2 separate regions of the Bombyx mori genome follow, and region 2 is linked to region 1. Evidence: chromatin contacts called from public Hi-C data. All regions are on one chromosome and are shown on one strand. The core of a region is the stretch at or near the end of the contact, and the rest is flanking DNA. Distances in the headings are between cores, read along the strand shown.

Evidence for each region. A called contact is a pair of places that touch in the nucleus more often than the background predicts.
Region 2: a Hi-C map of posterior silk gland shows a contact between it and region 1, with 4 times the contacts expected there. The contact joins two enhancer-like sites. A contact is called at or near these places in 3 of 7 Hi-C or Micro-C datasets (middle silk gland, midgut and posterior silk gland).

The regions. Positions count from the first base shown.
Region 1 is chr9:4,568,239-4,572,205 of ASM3026992v2, forward strand. It overlaps LOC101735549, which reads right to left. Exons shown (of 6, transcript XM_004925600.3): 5 at 1,431-1,590; 6 at 1-495. The coding sequence ends at 331. Among protein-coding and RNA genes, the nearest start is that of LOC134199341, 11 kb to the right of the region's middle. Within about 2 kb of position 2,638, at least 8 of the 8 cell types and tissues checked have open chromatin away from gene starts, as enhancers often do.
Region 2 is chr9:4,714,710-4,718,767 of ASM3026992v2, forward strand. LOC101735549 reads right to left here. Exons shown (of 6, transcript XM_004925600.3): 2 at 2,539-2,592. It overlaps LOC119628868 (a long non-coding RNA gene), which reads left to right. Exons shown (of 4, transcript XR_005244991.2): 2 at 3,249-3,421. Among protein-coding and RNA genes, the nearest start is that of LOC119628868, 3.3 kb to the left of the region's middle. Within about 2 kb of position 1,547, at least 8 of the 8 cell types and tissues checked have open chromatin away from gene starts, as enhancers often do.

The sequences.
Region 1 (3,967 bases), core at 1,388-3,887:
TTCAGATTTCTGCTACGGAACAACACTCACAATCATCAGTGTTCTAATACTTAATAATAATACAATTTCTAAGGCTTGAAATCACATAGAAGTAGTAAATGAAGAAAGTTTTAGTAAATTGGTCATTAGAAATAATTGGTCGAAAAGATATGTCTAAGGACAAAATGGCTGCCGAGCCGTGCAGATGTTACATTAAATTTCTTTACATTCATGTTGATATGAATTTGTAACAACCATTGAGTTTTGGTTGACGTCAACGCTTAAGACCAGCGCCTTTGAAGTCTCCTGCTTCAGTACTAACATACTAAATACGATTCGCTTTTAGAGCGTCTAATAAACGTATATCTGCTTAAGTTGTGGCTTGAGCTCAGGCGGGATCGTGTAAACTTCCTGTTCAGGCTTCTTTTTCACTAGTCGTTTCCAACGACCACCGATATTCTTGCGAAGACTGCGGAAACTGGCACGCTCGTTGCCGTGCGGCTGCATTAAGTTGTCCTGCAAATAAAGAAATGTTTTATTTAGTTACAATAGTAAAGTTTCCCAACATCTTAGCAACATCTGGAAAGAGTTTATTGACCCTAAGTATCGGTGCCCGATTTAGAGGTTGGTTCCGTTAACGTCCCAAATGCAGTCACTGTATCCGTAGCGGTGCTCCAAGCTCATTTAAGTATACAATGCATTTTACTGAAAACTTTGTAGTGTTTTTGCTGGTCGTAAAAAAAACATTCAACAAATGTTTCTATTTTTATCTAGGACGAAACAATAAAGCTATGGAATACGTTTGTCTTGAATAGGAAGTTAATATTGCGAACTGAACAGTGAGGCCATAAGAGAATGAGTGAACCTTGAATACGCTATTCAAAGACACATTAGCATTATTTGTTTCCTGGTGTCTTCGCATCACGACACACAGATGTTAAACGAAGACTCAAACGATGTCGATGATAAATTATGGATATATTTGAACGTATGTAAATGGGAACCGTTCATCAGAGCGTGATATTTAGGTCATAGTTTTAGTCTGTCGTGTTGAGGTCTGCGTTTGAATTATCTTTTGTTATACAGACATTCACAAAGAAAGAAGGCCGTGAAGTTACAACATGTTCGCCTTGTACAGCTTTCTATTCGGCGAGCATGTCCCGACATTTAAATTTATTTCGCACTTTGGAATATCGTGGCGACGTGGTGAACCAACTCTCTCTTGCGTGGCGGGGAGGGTCGAACTAGTCACGATTTCTTATTATAATGTAACGTTTCTCAATGTTACTTTCAATGCTGTTATTTAGAGAGGGATTCTGAGGTTTTCAAATTGTTATGCGAATGCATTAGCATTGGTGGGTGTAAATAGGTTTTGAGGTCAAGTATAACGGCGCAAACCAGTTTCGTGGCATTAAATATTTTGCATTGCTATGGTTTAGATGAGTACTAACCTGATCGTGAGGATAGACGAAAGGCGGAGGCAGCGGCGGCGGAAACTGCCACAAGGGCTGCTGGCGAAATGCAAGAGGATCCGGTTGCGGCGCAGGCGCAGCTTGGAGTACTTCAGCAGGATGTACGGAAGCAGAGTGCTCCTCCCTCTTACGCAGCTTGCTGTGGACGATGCGTATTGCCATCATAGTACCGTTGTTCCCAACCATTGTTTCAAAAGGTCCGTTAACGCAAGAATAATCGAAAACACTGGGTTGGATCACGGGCAAGAAGTTCCAATCAGACAGTCACAACATTTCTAAAACACAGTTCAATTCACTCACAGCCGTATCGCGGTCAAATGTTACTATGAACTAAATTAAATTAATTATCACAATTATTTGTTGTTATAGGCTTATTGCACATATCACTGTTCGTAGGAACGCGCGGGAAGACCGCGTTACGCGAGCGTTCAGCTGCGCGATAGGTGACTAGAATTTTATCGAGAAGTGTGGCCGGCAGGTGCCTAGCAAAGCGCTCGCTCGTGCCAAACGACCTCTACGGAGTACTCCATGCGTCTGAGTTAAAGTGGGGGGGAGCCGATGGCTTTTATAGACGCGTTGAGACGCGGCGTGCGCGCGGTCTGAAGAGCGGGGGGAGCGATGTTTGACGGTGTAACCGTTTTCCGCGAAAAACTACGAATGGAAGCGGCACTTGACGCCGCCGTATAGTAGTTAGTGATTATGGAGTAACGATGACGCACCCAAAAGGCCGACTGTTGGATCTTCCCGCCTAGCCTTAAGCCTATTACCTAACTTTAATTCTATGTGCCTTGTACCTATACCGAAATTCAATGCCATACCTACTATTACACTATCGGCTGTGAGTAAACGTTGCAATGTTTTGCGGTATCTTATTATTCTTGCGTTTGTTTTCATATTACAGTATTTAAATAAAGAAAATAACACTATTCAATCAATAAACACATTCTCATTATAGAAATCAAGATGCATCATGAAAAATATGTTGACATGACAACAGATAAATTGTACATGACGAAAAGCTGTGTAAACGCCCTCGTTATGAATGCTTTAGATATAAAAGCAATCAAACGCAGACTTATCGATCCCTGTGATAACTATAAATCCATTGGACTCTGCATTTCACCATTAACCGAGTTCAAAGTCCACAATATAAATATGCACACCGATCTATACGTCTAACACACAGCTGGATATAACTTAAACCGAACGCAGCACACACAGATATAACATCTCTGTCTGACCAACACAACGGCTCGTTAGCGGAAAAAGGAGTTTCGATTTTCGAATTTGCGACTACAAAGAGTAAAATAGGGCTGCAGGGCAAGGGAGAGCGGGAAGGTGCAATGCCCTTAGCAGCAACAACATAAGTAAAGCTACGGGCCTTTGACTCGAATAATGCCTCTTGGCATAAAAAACACAGGTAGTCAGCCATTATAAGGCGTTTACCCTTGAGAAACGTCTGGAGGGTAACGCTCTTTCAAAAAAAAAACCGGGCGCGTATCTAGTTTCACATGATCACCTTTTAGAAACAGCAAAATCTGGTTTTTTAAAGAAGATACGTTAGATATTTATTGTAATAGCTCCAACCGATAGAAATGATACTCAAATTATAATATTCAAACGATAGAATAACATATATTCAAACGATAGAATAACATAGACACGCACGTATGAATCTTGAGTCGATCGAATTGTTATCTGGGACAAGAGATTCGGTATAATTCATATCGACCTGTATGTACGTTATCTGAAACTTCAAAGTCATGTTTGAACGTTTCATCGCTATCGTTGAGAACACTGGCTATCATTCACCGCGACAGAAACGTGATCATTTGACATCAGAACCGAGCCAATTATACGGAGACAAAAGATCCTTCAGTATCTTATATGACAGTAATTTTACATGGTGTCACTGTGTGATGTAATGTTCTCAACAAGCCTTTAGCTATTATGAAATGAAACTGCCAATATTTTTAAAAATAATGTTAAAACGTTATCTTTCACGGTTGAGTTGTGAGTTATGCGATTGTGTCTTGGGAACACATTTCGGGGGAATTTACCAATTTTTCTACCTACAATTTTTCACCAACTAACTTCACGGTGATCGAATTACGTAGTGCAATGAAATGAAATTCATAAAACTTTGCAAATAAACGCAATTACTGTTATCTATATATTAATACGTGAAGCAAAAACTTTGTATCACTTTTTACGAAAATTGCGCGGACCGGACGGAGGAGTATGAAATTTTCCACACTTATAGAGAATGTAGAGAAGAAGTGCAAAATGCTAATATTTTTTTTAAATAATGCATAAAAGATACATTAAACTAATAAAGAAAACATTACACACACTACATACCATGTATTTGACGCACACACGCATGCATACTATTTATTGTCAAACTTTATTCTTAACGTCTGTTGTCAAGTTCTTCTTTTTCTCCACCTTATCGCACTAGGTGGGGTCGGCACAGCCAATTTTTCTCTTCCATTCTCTTCTATCAGCCGTCATCT
Region 2 (4,058 bases), core at 297-2,796, 150 kb after region 1:
ATTAGTTAGGAGGGTGTGAAATTTTCTTGCAAAGTTACATTGAACGAAAACTGTTTTATTACATTATATTACATCACAATTACTACATTACATAAATTACATTAACTATTTACGAACAATATTAAACAAAAAAATTAATATAATTGAAATACCTACATACGTTATTTGTCGTATATTTAAAAGTTCTCACAAGGTAGCTAATTAATTTAATGCTAGGTATTTTTCCTCATCAGTTTTTTGCATAAATAAAAACTATAAAGATTTCGGGGAAATTTTTATTACACATATCTCAGTGACGTAGAAAAGAAACCAGAATTTATATTTTACTGTTGAACCGGTTTTAAATATCGGATACGTGTTACATTACATCGAACGATAAAGGGAGAGTTGAAATGGCAGCGACGCGCGGAGCTAACAAAATATTATATCTTCACTGTTACAATTTTGCTGTGCTTAAAGATTGCTCAAGCCTTAACTGTATTCCGTGAATACAGTAGGATGTGATAGCTTTACTTCATATACCTACTGGTAAGACAGCTTGTGAACGCATACGAGTAGGTACAACCGCCCTGCCTATTTCTGCCGTGAAGCAGTAATACATTTCGATTTGAATGGCATCCGTGCGCCTAGGTAGATTACGACATCAATTCTCTGAATCCTTGTTGTCTTTGACGATTAGAGTATTCAGTACAACACATGATAATTTAAAAACATAAAATTACCTACGTATTAGGGGTATGGACAAATAAAAAAAACTAATTATGTGGTGTCATGGGACAGAAATCGTAATTCAAATTATCAATTAAAATAACAAAATATGTCTCTTTATTTTTATTTGACAACATAAAATTACATAGAAATAGAAATAATTACAAAATAGAGAGAGAAGGGATGAGAGAACGAAAAGAAAGAGGGAGAAAGAGAAAGGTATTATACACTACTCGCTTGTGTATACGACTGTCGCGCCTGCGCACGTCTCATTTAACGGTTTTATTCCACGCACTTTTTTCCACGGATTTTTTAACGGTTTTATTCCACCCACTTTTTTCCACGGATTTTTTCTTACGGTTTTACTATCACATTTTTTTCAGTTCGGTCGCGCAGCAAAATCCCTATCCCCTCCAAGCCTGCCGTAAGGAACTTCGTTCCAAAAAAACATTGACATGTTTTACTGTATGTAGTGGTAGGACCTCTTTTAAGTCCGCACGGGTAGATACTACCACCCTGCCTATTTCTGTCGTGAAGCAGTAATGCGTTTCGGTTTGAAGGGTGGGGTAGCCGTTGTAAATATACTGAGACCTTAGAACGTATATCTCAAGGTGGGTGGCGCATTTACGTTGTAGATGTTTATGGGCTCCAGTAACCACTTAGCACCAGGTGGGCTATGAGCTCGTCGACCCATCTAAGCAATAAAAAGTTACCATCGATCGACCTAAGCATCACTGCTGTAAAAAACTATTAATTAAAAATATTTCTCATGGTTCTCAATTTAACTGGTCCTTTATGATACGTCGAACTATGAATTCGGTTTACTACACACAAGACGCTAATTGGATCTGGCTGCCGCTGCCCAAGTACAGCAACGGTGACGTCTGCACCTACGAGTATCTCGTTATAATTTTGAATGACGTAGACGGAAAATCTCGTAACCTATGCTTCGTATTACCGACTGGTTTTGAAAGGTTTCGGGGTTTTTTATTGAATTATACTGATATCCACTGAATAGAGATTAGGAACCCAGAAAAAAACACGTTTACATTTTAATGCAAATTTAATCGAGTATAATTATTCTCGTACAAACAAAGCAATAGGTACACGTAGTATCTTCGTAATGATTTAATAATCATTGCATTTAAAAAGTCGTTGTGTAACTCATTTTAATTGCCTCTATTTGTATGTTTGCGATAACGAACAATGCTATCAAACATGAAGTTTTGAAGTTTGACATCATAAACTGAAATCACATATCAATTGCATTGTGTAGCAGCTGTCGCACCCTTCGAGCCGAACGCATAACTGCTTTGTAGCAAAATAGAGGGAATAATGGTACTATCCGTACGGACTTACAGGAGGTACCAGTAAATACAGTTTGGTGATCGCAATACGCTGGTATAATGCTCGTTTTGGAAACGGTTAAGAACTCTCGATCCAGTTGTCTGTGTTGTACCATAAAAACATGGAATGTTTTACTGTGCCATCTATGGTCGACTCTTAGAACTATTTACCGCCATCTGTTGGCGTAAAACATCATTAACTAAGCTATAAGGCAACCAAGTCAAGATTTAACATCGTTGACAATAGATGGCAGCACATGCAAACAGTGACATCTATTGACTGGTTTCAGGCTATCAATTTCTTGTTGTTATAGTTCCAGTGTGGTTTACATATAATTCGCTAGATGACGCTTACATTATTTTTTAAATAACTAAGCTGGAGAATTTACATTGTATTTTAAAACAAATGATACAGTAAATCATTTTCTAAAATAAGCTTTAACAATGTAAGTACCTACTAAAATCAAAAGAAGCAGTTACTCACCGGTGTCGTTGAGAAGGGCATTGATGTCCGTCGTCGACCCATCGGCCGACATTGCTGAAAACAAAAAAAACAGTTTAAATATCGTTTAAAATCCAAATGACTTATTGGCGGGAATGCGAGGAGCGAAGTTGTGTGTTTTATTAATTTAGCGGTATTTTTTTAGACTTAAGCGTTAAATATGTTGCTTGTTATAAATGAGTCAACTATTATCAAAGCCGGCAATGTGACTTTTGGACAATTATTGGTAAATCAGAAAAACGAATTATTGACTTTGTATTCCATTGGCAGTTACAAAACTCTTCTGAACGACATCTTAGATAAATAGCAGGTTAAGTATTAACCTTTATTTAATGCAGGTTTTGAACCGTATTTTTTGAAGGAGACGATTATATTCAAATCAATCTGTATTGAAATATCAATAACATTTTTTTGTCCAAATGCACAGATTGCCACCTTTGATAATAGACGACTCAAATGCTTGTTAACCGTTTAGTTTTTATAAAAGTTGACAAGAGTGGGAAAATGAATCGGAACCTTCCAAAAAGTCCACTGAAGTCTCTTTAAAAAACCATTATTTAACTGAGCCTTTATCTCATCTCATCTCATCTTGTTTCATTTAGTTTCATCCCAATTGATTCTAGTCTCTAACAAGTCAACTTCATCTCATTTCGCTCGACATCATAATAATATATATTTTTTTTAAATTACAGAATAAGTACGCATTCAATAATTGAAGACTTTTACAAACTCGACACTGGTAGCAGTGGCATCGTAATAAAGTAATTGCCGTCCTAATAAAAGAAGAAAAAATCCTAAAACCAGGCTACAATAAATAATGTTAATAAACCTTTTTGACCATAACTGGACAGATAAACTTACTGAGGTATCTTTTTTTGTCATCGGTAGTTTAATAAATGTTTTGTAAATAGATATAATAAGGTTTTTTTACGGTAGGCCAAGAATGACATAAGGCACAGCATCACAGAGACCAGAAGGTCAAAACAAACCGTGCATAACATTTCTGTCCGACATCGACACGGTCGCCGCTGCTATTATTTACAGATTATTAATTTCCCATCTAATTGTACAAAAAATGTACTTTTAGTTTATTATAGTTTAGAAACAATTTACTTGAAAATGTTTGTTCACATTTGGGTAGCAAGTAATGACTGCGTTCATGTCGAGTTTCAAAGAATCTGATTTTTGTGTTTTTTTTTTTTTATATTTAAGGCTTTTTTTGGTCAATACAAAATCGTTCTTTAGGTATGTCAGAGTTGAACCCCATAAAACTCCATATTACTCAATAGTCTGCGTTTGAGCCTCAGATGTGTAAAACTTCCCCGAGCCGTGTCGGAGGCAAATTTCAGTCATCAGATAAAGATCATTCATAAATTATAACTCAACCGAATTTAATAGTGAAATAATCGCTCACATCGGGCAAACATTGCTGTAATAAATATGTTTCTTTTTTCTGTTTAATATTTTTATGATATGCAATATGCATATAACTATTTAAATTT